Regions from separate parts of the Capsicum annuum genome. Here region 2 is linked to region 1. A link is a contact called in public Hi-C data. All regions are on one chromosome and are shown on one strand. Each heading gives the region's core, a stretch centred on a gene start, on an enhancer-like site or on the middle of the called end of the contact. The rest is flanking DNA. Distances are from core to core; before and after follow the strand shown. Region 1 holds the start of LOC107870953 (U-box domain-containing protein 35). Region 2 holds the start of LOC107870957 (proteasome subunit beta type-6).

Region 1 (3,789 bases), core at 234-2,733:
ATTGAAACTCTTGGAGAGTTTTCAAAAGCAATAGATTATTTGTTGAAATGAGAAATATACCGAATTGGATTGGTTATGAAGTACCATATCTTAGTACAATTGATGCACTAATGTATCTTGCAAATACTACAAGGTCTGATATAGCCTTTTCTGTAAATTTGTTAGCAAGATATAATTCTGCTTCTGCCAGGAGATGTTGAAATGGGGTCAAACACATAATCTTATTTTATTTTAAAGATTGCAGTCCCGATCTTATTAATTATGCTGCTGTTGGGTATTTATTTAACCCGCATAAATTTTGGTCTCAAACATGCAATGTGTTCACATGTAAGGATATTGTATATCTTGGAGATATACAAAGCAGTTTATCTAGCCACTTGAACCATGCTGAGATAATAGTTATTCATGAAGCAAGCCGAAAATGTGTATGGTTAAGGTCCATGATGTATCGCATTCTAGAAAAATATGATTTGAAATATGACAATGTACCCACAATTTTATATGAAGATAATACACCATGCATAGCACAACTTAAAGTAGAATTCATAAAAGAATATAGAATGAAGCATATTTTGCCAAAAATTTTCTATACACATGAGCTACAAAATAAGGGAGATATTGATGTGCAACAAATTCGTTTAAGTGATAATGTTGCTGATTTATTCATTAAGTCTCTTCCAACTGCAACTTTCAAGAAAATGATCCACAAGATTGGGATGTAAAGGTTCAAGGATGTTCTCATTAGGAGGAGTTGATACGCGTTGTACTCTTTTTTCCTTACGAGGTTTTATCCCACCAGATTTTCTTTGTAAGGTTTTTAATGAGGCAGCCGAAAAGGTTTACTAGGTTTTCTTTGTAAGATTTTTAATGAAGTAGCCAAAATATTTATTATGAGAGATGTGTACTCTGTTTCCTTCACTATATTTTTTTTTCACTGAATTTTATCTAGTAAGGTTTTAACGAGTCACATTATCTATCAGTTAGATATTAAGGGGAGTGTTATAAATGTATTTACATTATAGTGAATGTCGTCTATCAAGAATATAGATAAAATTTATCAAGGTCTATTTGGTATCTATGAAATATCTATTTTTTAGAGAGAACTAGGAGTAATGTTTCCTATAAATAGAAGGGGGTTTTCTTTATTATAAAAGACGTCAATAGAATCTGGGTTTCCTTTATTATAAAAGATCCTAGTAGAATCTCTCGAGAAATAAGAATTACTTTCTGTTCTTCTCTATTTTTGTTCTTCTCTATTTTGTTTTTCAGAACAAAAAAAAAAATCCCTCTATTTTTCATTAAAAAAAAAGTTTTTAAGAAGTAAAAGAGAATAAAATCCCATTTCACTAGGAAAAACTGTTTTCATCCCACGTCTTCTCAAGTCAATTTTTTTTTTTCTGGTCAAAGAAGTCAAATGTTTTAGGATAACCCCAAAAACTCAGAACCCTAAGAGGAAATAAATACCAAATAAATGAAAATAAATTCCTGGACGAGCTTGATAAATGGGCAAAACTCCTAGAGCCTCCAAAAGAATTAGATAAATGAGAGATTTCAACAACAAATTTTAAAACATATTGATTCTCGCATAGGGTAACATCATAAAGGAGGGTGGGACCTAAAACATCTTGAAAGAAACAATTTAAGAATTGATCTTAAATTGAAATTCTTTTGGGGTGATAATATTTTTGGATTTTTTCTTTCTGGAATTAATTTGTTGAAGAGATATATATTATATTACAATGAGCCAAAAGAGCTTTAGTGGAGAAAAAGACAAGGCAACAGTAGTTGCAATAGACAAAGATAAAGGAAGCCAATATGCATTAAAATGGGCAATTGATAATCTTATTGGCAGAGGCAAAAATGTTACTCTTCTTCATGTTAAAATTAGACCTTCCAATTCCCTTCCTAATGCAGGTAATTTTTTTTCTTCCTCGTAATACTTTTGAAACAATTGGCGGAAGTCGATGGGAGATATTGACGTTTTTTTTCAAATTTTTTGCTCCTTAATTTTTTGGTAAAGGAGAGGATTAATTATATTATTCTTATGGATGTACGTACATTGATGTCCAGAATAATTTTGCATAGAATATTTGGCTAGTTTGCCTAATTTTTGTTATTTTTTGTTAAAAATTCGAGAGCAGAGCATGCATTTTTTCTTCTCTGCTAAGCAATTTTAATCATATTGCTATTTTTTGTATTTTTATTCTCCGTGTTGAGTTTAATCATATTCACATCATTCTCGAGTCAAATAGTGAACGACGATATAATTACAGCTCCAATTTCGTATTCATTTGTTAGATTATTTCGATCTTTTCTTGTCCATTTTAAACATCTTTCATTAATTCTCTCTAATGGTAAATTATACCCTTTTTCTTTCTTTCTTTTTTTTGACTGAAATGTTTATCTTATCCTCGTTCTCTACGCAACGATAACACGAGCGTGAAATCTAATCCAAATTTAACTTCTTTCCAAATATTAGAACGTCAACTTCAGAGTAAAAGCTCTTCTTTTTTTTAAAAAAAAAAAGATAAAAATATATATCCATCTGGTGTTTACACCAAATTCTGTAAAACCAAGGAAGACTCCATGAATCTATTTTCAGTTGATGTCTTTGCTTTAAACAAAGGCAGAAACAAGATTTTGAGTTTATGGCTTCAATTTTTAAGGTTCTTAGCACTAAATTTATTATCCTTCTTGTATTATGAATTCAAAATTTAATGTCAAAAATAGTGAGTTCAATTGAACCTATTATTCTAAATCCACCTCCAGCTTTAAACGTGGTTCACGTGAACCCAATTCTATCCACTACCTCCAAAGAAAAGAGAAAAAAAAATAAAATGAATACATTCACGCATTTCTTACTTACTTTTTTTAAATCAAAAATTCAACCTTCTTGGTGAGGGTTACGCTTTGTCCAACCTAGTATAATGTATATATATCAAAAATCAGGAGTACACGGAGGAGGACATATACCTTTTCCTCAATATATATTGGTGCTTAAACCATCACGTTATCAAAAATCAAGAGTACACGGAGGACATACACCTTTGCCTCGATATATATTGGTGATTAAACTATCACATTCACTTAGAACGACGTTTTTTTCTCAGATGTGAGTGATGGAACTCCCAGAGTATATAAAAGTGATCCTGACACTCAAGCAAAGGAATTGTTCTTACCTTTCCGATGCTTCTGCAACCGTAAGAATGTACGTGCACGCTGCTACTTACACGTTCAATGTTTATCGTTTATTCTTCCTCATGTTCTTAAAGATGTTCTTTCATTTCTGAATCAGCCTTTCTCTCTTGTCATAGATTCAAGTTAATGAAGTTGTCCTCGAAGGCATAGACATAGCAAACTCCATAAGTGACTATGTTACAGCCAATGTCATAGAGAATCTGGTGATGGGCGCTACATCAAGGAACGGTTTTGTTAGCAGGTACTTTCTATTGTTTCCGATAAAGTAGTAGAATTCACCAACATTGCACTACTATTCCATATCTAGATACTTACAACACTTGGGACTTTGAAGATTCAAGACGATAGATGTTCCAAGCTCCGTCTTCAAAGTTATACCCGGCTTTTGCACTGTTTATGTGATTGCCAAAGGCAAAGTTCAATCGATAAAGAATGCAACTTCTCCGGTTCCCAGTTCCCCACCTGTCACATTGCAGAATCAGACCACCGCCTCTCTAGGTGCTAAGCTTGGCTTCGTTGATACACGTTATGGACAAAGCAACGACACAAGAGGTCTGTTTTTCCGCCTGCAGCACATTGCATTAAGTTGTG
Region 2 (3,902 bases), core at 1,194-3,693, 450 kb after region 1:
TTTTATTTTTTTCTTTGTTTTAATTCATTTGTTTTTCTTTAACTTTTTTTTTTCATTTTTTTTCCTCAAACATTATCTATTTCTTCATTTTCCTTTTTAATTCATTTGTCTCGATCTTTATTTTTTTTCTTTTTTATTTTTATCATTTCTTCTTTTTTTATTTTTCTCAAACTTTATTTTTATTTTTTCCTTCTCATATTTTTTTTTTCAATATTAATTTTTTCTTTTTTTTAAAAATATATTTTATTCTTCTCTGTTTTCTTAACCTTTATTGTTTTTCTTCTCTTTTTTGTCTTTTTTCCTCAATCTTTTTTTTTCCTCTGTTTTGTTTGTTACCTTTTTTTCTTTTTTTCTTAACTTCTATTATATTTTACTAATAAATAGAAAGTTGGATAATCTGCAAAGAGATCTTCTTTCTTTGACATTAAAGTAAATTTAAGGCTATTACTTGTTGTTTAAAAATCCTTTGAAATAAGTCTTGCCTCTAAGATAAAAAAAGTTATAGAATATCTCATAAATCAACACACAATGTGGTAGTGTCAAGCCTGGATGGCGCGGCATAACTTGTTTGAAAATCATTGAGCTAATTTTTGCCTCTAAGGTAGGAGTTATAGAACATCTTATAAATCAAGACACAATGTGGTCAGCACTTGCCCATTGGGCGCAACTTATTTTTTGGGAGACTCTTGGGCTAAGCCTTGTCTTAGAGGCAAGACTAACATAGCATCACATAAATATGTAGTAGTGTCAACTCTTGTCCATGGGCATAACTTGTGGGCTAAGTCTTGCCTCTAAGGCAAGAATTATAAAACTTATCATAAATCAATACACAATGTAGTAGTGTCAAATCTTGCCCATGGGGTGTAACTTGTTGTTTGAAATTCCTTGGACTAAGTCGTGCTTTAAGATAATAGTTATAGAACATCTCATAAATCAAGACATGGTGTGGTAGTGTCAACTCTTGCCCATAGGGCGTAAAGGTAAGTCGTGTCTCTAAGGCAAGAGTTATAGAACATCTCATAAATCAAGACATAATGTGATAGTGTAAACTCTTACCCATGAGGCAAAACTTGTTGGTTGAAAATCCATGATTTATAAAAGGTATGATACATAAACATGCCCTTTAACTTGAGCTCCAATCACATCTATGACCTTCAACTTTGGGTATGCATAAGTCGACATTTAAACTTGTATAAAATTGAACAAGTAGACATATATATCCTACGTGGCGTAATACACATAGGACGTCATATAGGCCAAGAATTGGCCACGTAAGATGCCATATAGGACATATGTGTCTATTTATTCAACTTTATACAAGTTTGTGTCTACTTGAGCATACCCAAAGTTGGAGAACATAAATGTGATCTAAGGTCAAGTTAAAGGGCCTATTTATGTATTGTGCTTCTATAAAATATCTTATAAATAAAGACACAATGTAGTAGAGTCAAATCTTGCCTATGGGACATAACTTGTTTAAAAGTCTTTGGAGAGGCAAGAGTTGTAGAGCATCTCATAAATCAAACATAATGTGGTGGTGTCAACTCTTACTCATGGGGCATAACTTGTTGTTTGAAATTCTTTGGGTTAAGTTTCGCCTATAGGGCAAGAGTTATAGAAAATATCATAAAGTAAAATAATGTGGTAGTGTCAACTCTTGTCCATGGGGCATACCTTGTTGCTTGAAATCGCTTGATCTAAGTCTTGCCTCTAAGGGAAAAGTTATATAATATTTCATAAATCAATTCACAATGTGGTAGTGCCAACTTACCCATGAGACATAACTTGTTGTTTGACGATCCTTGGACTAAGTCTTGCCTCTAAGAAAAAATTATGGTAGTGTTGACTCTTGCTCAAGTACGTAACTTGTTATTTGAAAATTCTTGGGCTAAGTCATGCGTCTAAGGCAAAAGTTGTAGAACATCTCATAAATTATGACATAACATGATAATGTCGAATCTTGCTCGTAAAGCATAACTTGTTGTTTCAAAATCCTTGAGTTATGTCTTGCCTCTAAGCTAAAGATTCATAGAACATTTCATAAATCAAAACACAATGTGATAATATTAACTCTTACTCATGGAACGTAATTTGTTCTTTGAGAGGGGAAAATAAAAAAAAAGTAAAGATTGAGAAAAATTAAAAAAAACAAAAAAGACAAAAGAGAGGAAAAGAAAAAATAAAAATCAATGTAAAATTTAAGAAAAATAGAAAAATAGAAGTTGAGAGGAGAAAAGAAAAAAAATAAGGGCTGATAAGAATTAAAAATAAAAAGAAAATAAAAAATAAAAATTAAAGTAAAATAAAAAATAAAATTGAAAGATAAATAAGTATTGAGTTGTCTAGAAAAGAAAAATAAATAAAAGTTGAAAGATAAATAAATTTGGAGTTGTTTAGAAATATTTGAAATATAAAGAAAAAATAGATAATTGTGATATATGTATAAGAAAAGGAAAATTAGTATTTTTTTAAAGTTTATCCGACTTTTTCGGGTAACGGATCCAGTGATCTATTTTTCTAGTACTTGTACTAATTGTGAGCTACATTGTTTCTTCCTCTTCACGAAAACTATAAAGCCCAATTTAATTATTTTCCTCGTTTCTCCAATTCACTTGTTTAGGGCTTTACCACTTTGATTGATTTTGCGTGATTAGCCTAATATGGAAAATACTTCAGTTGACGTTGACCAGCCCCACTCAATGGGCACCACTATTATCGGCGTTACGTACAACGGTGGCGTTGTACTCGGTGCCGATTCTCGCACCAGCACCGGTAACTGAAATATCAAAAATTCCTTTATACGTTTTGTAGGGATAATCGGTTGATTGTTTGAAGTTTTTATTAATTTTGTTTGTTAATTTGTTTTTTTCAGGAATGTATGTGGCGAATAGGGCGTCTGATAAGATTACTCAGCTGACTGATAATGTCTACGTTTGCCGCTCTGGATCAGTATGATTATGATGCTTCCTACATTCCCTTATCCATTTATATTCATCTATGTTGGAACTTAGAATGCAAGCATTTTATATTTAGAATTTCTCTAAAGAAAATTACTTGCTATGTCTATTTTTTGAAATTATCTATGCCACGTAACACGAAATTGAATTGAATGTCTATGGCTGAACTGACACTTGACGGAAAGCCAATAGCCCTGGGTCAAGCCATTTTCCTTATCATGGGTCTATTTCTTACAAAAGGCGAACATCACTCCTAACCAAGCTAGATAGTCTCCCATCACTAGGCTCATCAACCACAAGTGTAGTAAAGTCACCTCCATTCTCAATATCTATTGCAACAGAGGGAGATATCATAATAGAGTCAACATCAGGATTCGTGTACTTTCGGTATAAACACATGGCTTGACTCATATTTGTGTATAAACACCTAATATACACTATTGTACACTTTATACAAGGTTGATAATAATGATTCTTTCCCCAGGTATAATGTCATATAATATTGTATATTGTTTTACGTGACGTAAATATTTTTAAAAGATGTATATTTTTCAAAAAATTTCATTTCTCTAAAAGCAGAAACCCCACCCCTGACTGATGTGGCATTACGATTTTGGTCTCTTATTATTTGGTTTAATGATCATCATGATGAATTTATGAAGTTAAAAAAAGTTGGGTTTTGTGGTAAAGGGCTAAATTTGGCGTTAACGTGGGGGAAACCTCATTAAAGAACAGTTAGATTGCATTCTTTACCTAGTGTAGGATGATAGATGAATACTACATGGTCATATCATTTTTTTTCTTGCAATAAAATGTAAATATTAATAACAAAAAAAAATTTCGAATACACAACAATTAGCCCTTGGTTTCTAGGAAATAGTGTCTAGCTAGCCCAAACCTCCAGAGAACTACATTCAAATTTTATCAATGTAACTAACACATTCC

The links. A called contact is a pair of places that touch in the nucleus more often than the background predicts.
Region 2: a contact with region 1 is called in a Hi-C map of leaf, with 2.5 times the contacts expected there. The contact joins the promoter of LOC107870957 here to the promoter of LOC107870953 in region 1. A contact is called at or near these places in 2 of 5 Hi-C or Micro-C datasets (leaf and placenta).

The regions. Positions count from the first base shown.
Region 1 is chr5:167,227,418-167,231,206 of UCD10Xv1.1, forward strand. LOC107870953 (U-box domain-containing protein 35) reads left to right here and starts at 1,484. Exons shown (of 10, transcript XM_016717667.2): 1 at 1,484-1,914; 2 at 3,111-3,208; 3 at 3,315-3,439; 4 at 3,533-3,750. The coding sequence starts at 1,740.
Region 2 is chr5:167,679,692-167,683,593 of UCD10Xv1.1, forward strand. It overlaps LOC107870957 (proteasome subunit beta type-6), which reads left to right and starts at 2,444. Exons shown (of 8, transcript XM_016717674.2): 1 at 2,444-2,772; 2 at 2,873-2,949. The coding sequence starts at 2,661.